Regions from separate parts of the Mus musculus genome. Here region 1 is linked to region 2. The links are chromatin contacts, called in public promoter capture Hi-C maps. All regions are on one chromosome and are shown on one strand. The core of a region is the stretch at or near the end of the contact, and the rest is flanking DNA. Distances in the headings are between cores, read along the strand shown.

Evidence for each region. Promoter capture Hi-C pulls out the DNA fragments that hold promoters and counts their contacts.
Region 1: a contact with region 2 is called in a promoter capture Hi-C map of pre-B cells, with 4 times the contacts expected there. The contact joins the promoter of Surf4 here to the promoter of Tubb4b in region 2. A contact is called at or near these places in 2 of 39 promoter capture datasets (cranial neural crest and pre-B cells).

Annotation. Positions count from the first base shown.
Region 1 is chr2:26,931,965-26,934,843 of GRCm38.p6, reverse strand. Surf4 (surfeit gene 4) reads left to right here and starts at 1,333. Exons shown (of 6, transcript NM_011512.3): 1 at 1,333-1,569. The coding sequence starts at 1,522. It overlaps Stkld1 (serine/threonine kinase-like domain containing 1), which reads right to left and starts at 788. Exons shown (of 19, transcript NM_001379463.1): 1 at 732-788. The coding sequence starts at 746. It overlaps Gm36591 (a long non-coding RNA gene), which reads left to right and starts at 1,576. Exons shown (of 2, transcript XR_374179.1): 1 at 1,576-2,879.
Region 2 is chr2:25,223,288-25,226,280 of GRCm38.p6, reverse strand. It overlaps Tubb4b (tubulin, beta 4B class IVB), which reads left to right and starts at 1,579. Exons shown (of 4, transcript NM_146116.2): 1 at 1,579-1,747; 2 at 2,049-2,157; 3 at 2,237-2,347; 4 at 2,913-2,993. The coding sequence starts at 1,691.

The DNA of each region.
Region 1 (2,879 bases), core at 84-2,583, 1.7 Mb before region 2:
CTGGGGCCTAGGAGCAAGGTCCTTGCCTGTGGCTGTGGGACTGGGGTCTGAGCCAGAGCTCATCTTTGAAGCCACACCTTCAGAACTGGTCTGTAAGCCAGAACTCTACAAGATCAGTGCTGTCAGGTAGAAGGTGGCTGAGGCCTGAGTACAGAGGCCACTGTCAGCGTGGGGTAGGGGACAAGATATGTAGGCAGTACGGGAAGGATAATTAGCATACAGGGAATACAGGGTGTCCGTTGGAGCTCAGCCCAGGTAGTGAGCAGTGGTTTGTTTTTTGTTTTTCTCTAAACATTTCTGGCCATCAGAAGTGCATTTGCTTGGCTAACGCATGTAAGCCTTCTCTCAAAGAATACTGGAAAAGAGGAAAAGAAAATGAGCGAAACTGAAGCTTTTATAAGCCGAGTCTAACAATTAATGAGGCTGACATGTGAGGAAAAAAGCGATTAAAAAAACAACCACTCAGGTTCTGCCTTTAAAGACCCCATACATGGAGGGAAGGGGAAGGGCACGTGCACCATTCTCCAACCAGTGGTCAGACTTGGGGGTTGGTCATCATTTTAGAGGGAAACTGAGGCCCTGGGAGGACTCAAAGGAGGAGAACTCGGAGGAGGAAACATGCGGGGATCATAGGGTCACCCTGTGATGGAGGCTGGGCCTGGCTGTGTGGCCCTCGGACCTGTCCCGCTGCCCAAGGACACTGGACCTTGGTTGTGGGGGCATCTCAGCACCTGATATTTTTCCATGGTATCTCGTGGAGACACTGCCTCACTGTCCTACTACCGGGCAAAGCCCTCGAGCCAGGCCGGTAGTCGAACCCTCGTTTGAGCATGCTCGGTAGTGACTGCTCCGTGTGCCCACCCCACCTCCTCAGCCCCTCCACCTGCCTTCCATAACCCTCAACCCGGGGCGTGTCTGCTTAGCACTTTGGCTCGTACATGGCATACTCGTACTATGCCCCTTAAAGAAGCCACAGAGAATAGGGAGCCGTGTTTCGGACGAAGGGCAGGGCCCCGGTGTGTTGGGTAGGGTGGAGGGCGGGGCAGAGACTGACGACGCGGCAGGCGGGGCCGCAAGTACTACGGGCGGGAGACACAGGTGGCAGGAAGTCTACCAGCACGGTGGGCGGGACCTGCTGCTTGGTGAGGGTGGAAAGTGGTCAGCGCTTCGGGTTCTAGAGGCTGAAGGGCTAGGGGTGGTCCGTAGGGGCTGGAGGGGCGGGGCCTGGGGTGTGGGGGCGGGGTCTACCTGTGAAGGGCGCGCGGCGGAGGCGGGGCCTGTTCGTGAAGGGCGGTGCGCCGGCGCCAGGCTCCTCGAGCGTGGCGGGCGGGGCCTGGAGCGTGAGGGCGCGCGGCAGGCGGGGCGGGGCGCGGCGGGAGGCGCGGTCCCTTTAAGGCTTGGCCTACGTGGCAGCCGCTAGAGCAGCCGCGGCTCAGCGAGGCCGGCCGCCGGGTACTTCCTGTGGAGGCCGCAGCAGGCGCGAGCGCCCAGGACCTGCCAGCTGAGCCTTCCGCCGCCGCCATGGGACAGAACGACCTGATGGGCACGGCCGAGGACTTCGCCGACCAGGTGCGGCCTGCCCCACAGCCCGCTGGCCGTCACGGCCCCACGGACGCCCGTCCTCGCCGTCCTGCCTAGCTCTACGGAGAAATCCGAGGGGAGGCTGGGCGGGGGGTTGGGGGTGGCGGCCAGGGAGGCTCCCGGGGCCCGCGGTGCTGCTCTGTGCCCTCTGCCCTCTGAACCGCGGCGGCTCCTTGGGGACCTCTGGGGAAGGGGGTACTCTGTGCGCCCCGCTGCGTGGCCCCTCCGCCCTTGTCCAGGACCGTCCTGGCCCTTCCTTCTTTGCGTGGACTCTGCTCCGGTTGCCCGATCTGGGTCCACGCTGCCGAAGGAGAGGAGCCTGCCCCTTGGCTCGCCTTCCCAAGTGTACAGGTGGCTTGTGAACCGCAGGGAAGGCCTGGGATGAGTCTGGGCCCGAGCGACTAGCTGGGCAGGGTTAGAGCCGGAGAGAGGCGCAGGTGGCACCACTTTTTACAATTAAGTTCGACGGATGGGGTGGGAGTTGTGTGAGTGTGAGGCTTTGACTTCTGAAATTGTCCCGTTAGATCTGCGAAGTCATAATATAACCTGAACTAGCCCTGGAGGCTGAATGGTGCCGGGGCCCACCCGCCAGCCAGTTTTGGTTCACTTAGTGTGTTCGTGGCTGTCGGTGATACGAGGAGGCATTTTTTGGCCTAGAGTACTCGAAGGTTGGGTGTGTGTGACCATCTTCAAATGAGCTTCTCTACCCCTCCTTTTGAGGGGTGTCACCTCCCCATGTTCACCTTCAGTTCTGTTGAACCATTTTCCTGTGAGCTGATCTTTTTAAAGGCATTTCTACCCCTTTTGGAAAAGTTTCTAATGCCACGATTTTGCATTAAATACATAATTTTAAAATTGTATGGACCAAGGTCTTCCTCTTGTGATGGGTTTCGTTGACATAATTCTCAGTGACCCAGTTTTATCTTCCTGAGTAGCAGCTCTCTAAGAAGATGGCTTCATAGCCAAGTTTGTGAGCGGCTCACCTCAGGATCTTCAGCTGGAAAACCCACCATTTTGCAAGTGGATTTCACAACCCAGATCAGATGAATTATCTCCAAGAAGCTGCCAACTATCTAATGATAGATTTCAACTGGAGAAAGAGTTCATCTTTTATGAAGTCCTCCATGTACTTTGTTTTGATTTAAATGAAAGAAGCCAAATCTTGGGACTGGACAGGCTTTTGTGGGGAATACAGTAGCCACTCCCACTAAGTAACTGGCTTGGGCTCCTGGACTTGCCAGTGTCCACCACCCAGGAGGAAACCCTGGGTCTCCTACTGCTTGGTGTCCAGGGCATCT
Region 2 (2,993 bases), core at 330-2,829:
GGCTGTCCTGGAACTCACTCTGTAGACGAGGTTGGTCCCAAACTCAGAAATCCACCTGCTTCTGCCTCCGAGTGCTGGGATTAAAGGCATGCGCCACCACTGCCCGGCAGGACTGCATTTTGTATATAGCGACAGAATGCCACTGCTCAGGATACAGGACTCTGCTTGTCCTGGTGGGGTTTTTTCCTGTGACATGGTTGGTAGGTACTTGGATACCACAACCAACAGGGATTGCCTAACACCCTTAGTTTTGAAGGTAGTTCATTCCAAAAGCCAGAAGTGGCTAGACTGAGACAGACCCATTGTATAATATTCCTTTAAAAAGTTACACATCAGACATGAAGACTAAGAACTGTAGTCCTTGCATTCTGGAGGCTAAGGCAGAATTCCAGGTTACAGGCCAGACGACTCTGTCTCATAAGCAATGGCGTAGAGAAATTACCAACTAGACCATTTTGTGGGCAGAAAGATATTGGGGATCAAAATGCCAAGGTGGGGGGAGCAAATGGAGAAAAAGGATTGTTTCAGAACTACTTGCCTTCGAGAGGTAGCTGACTTGGGAGGGAAGGTTAAAGTTAAGGTGAACAGAAATCACTTTAAGAGACCTGCTCTTCTGGTAAACAGAAACTTTTAAGCTTGTTTACCTGGTCAAGTCCTGTTTAGGACAATGTCAGCACTACCATTTTGGGGGTAGGGGTGCTTTGGACCTGACCCTGAAAAAAAAAAAAAGAAATATGTACATGTATTGCTCTCCATTACAGGACAGGGACTTGCACACGTTTGTTTGTTTGTTTTTCCCTCTAACAGTCATGGCCAGGCATGCCCAGCCCTGTAGTCTCCATGCAGCTCTGTGCGCACTTGGAACTCAGGCTCCAAGGAAACCGGCTCTTGGCCAGCAAGTTTCCACAACATCTAGGGAGGCCGAAGGGGCGGAGGGATGGCCCTCCCAGGGGTGGGGTGGGGAGGGGAAGAGAGAAGGGGGGGGGGGAGAGGGGAGGGGGGAGAGAGAGAGAGACAGATAGAGACAGAGGACCCCGCGCCTGCCCAGTGCGTCCCGGAAGGGCCCGGCGCCTCATCCAGAGCCTATTATTGTTAGCGTTTCAATTCGCCTCAGCTTGAGGCTTGCAAGGTGTGTTCCGGATCGACAATGCCTGCCCGCGTCTCCTTTCTCTCCCCGCAGCAGCTGCCAGACCTACCAAGCCGCCCGAGCCCACAAAGCTCTGAAAAGTCGCCCCCTCCCTTTCAGCCGGAAGCTGGCTTTCCACGTCCCACCCGCGCGCTGCACTGCGGCGGTTACCAGGACGCCAAAACAGCGCAGCCAATAGTGTCAGGCTCTCGGAGTGCTCCCAGGAGGCAGCCAATGGAAGTGCAAATCAATCATTTGAAACACCCAATGGATTGAGCACTGCGGCGCCAGGGCGGGGATTGTGATAGGGGGAGCCGTAGGCAAGCGTGACCAATAATGAGAGTATATTGTTGGGAAGGCGGGCCCCAGACCGCTCGATTGACGGAAATGTAGCCAATCAGACAAGGATAATTCGTGGCCTCGTTCTGAAAGCCCAATCCTGTGCTGACGAGGGCGGGTCATAAGAGGTATATAAATGTTGGCAGAGCGTCGGTTGTAGCACTCTGTGCGCCTGCTCCTCCCGAAGTGCTCCTCTTCTACAGCTGTTCCGCAGTCGCCGCCGCCATGAGGGAGATCGTGCACCTGCAGGCTGGGCAGTGCGGCAACCAGATTGGCGCCAAGGTAGGAGGCTAGGTTTCTGCGAGCCAGACGCCACTGGGACAGCCAGCCGGGGAAGATGGCGGAAGCGGCCCGGAGCGTCGCCCTTCATTGCGTCCTGGATACCGGCGTACGCTGGGCCGAGACGTAGCGCCGGTGGCTGGTGTCGGTGGGGCGGACGGTGCGCGGCCCTTAGGGATTCGTCGCCCTGGCGCTCCTGAGACTGGAGGGAGGGGGAGGGCCTGCCGCACCCATCCGGGGCGGGGCTGCCTTGGAGCGCACCGGCCGGCCGGCGTGACTCAGCTAACGCCCGACTCCCTTGCAGTTCTGGGAGGTAATCAGCGACGAGCATGGCATTGATCCCACTGGCACTTACCACGGAGATAGCGACCTCCAGCTGGAGCGCATCAACGTGTACTACAACGAAGCCACCGGTAAGGCTCCTCTACCCCATCCATCCTCCTCACCACCCTTCCAGTTTGAGCACACTTGACGTCCCCCTGTCCCAACCAGGTGGCAAGTATGTGCCCCGCGCCGTGCTCGTGGACTTGGAGCCCGGCACCATGGACTCGGTGCGTTCAGGGCCCTTCGGGCAGATCTTCAGACCTGATAACTTCGTCTTTGGTGAGTGTGGTGGAGGTGTGGACGGGCTTGCTACCCATGAGGCTCAAAGGTCAAGGGGCTGACCTAAAGTTCTTCCTTAATAGCCACCAGGTGTACACTTTCTTGCCCTCTGAGTCACTCAATCCCTTGGCCGAAAGCAGCTTTAGGAGGAAGGTCCAACTGACTGCGGGTAGATTAGTTGCTAGTAGAGAGTATGAGAAGACCTGACCTAGTGGCAGGGGCCCTGTACTCTCCTTGAACATTGGCAGGGGTGCCTTTGGAAGTATTTACTGTCTTAGCTCTAGTGTGTTCTGTACATCTCCGTCTGGTCTCCCCCACCCCCCATCCCCAATCTATGTATCCCTGCCTGGCCTCTTTAACTGTAGACCAGGCTGACCTTAAACTCAGAACTACCTGCCTACCAAGTGCTGGGATTAAAAGCTTGTGCCATTATGCACAGCACCCCCTCTCCCCTTTTTTTTAACATGGCAGATTGTTTTGGGTCTGTACACTTTATTCAGTGTCACCTCATGTCATTTGGCCCCTTGGGCACATACTTAGTGTGACCTACTGTTTTCTCTTACAGGTCAGAGTGGGGCTGGGAACAACTGGGCCAAGGGGCACTACACAGAAGGTGCAGAGCTGGTTGACTCGGTGTTGGACGTTG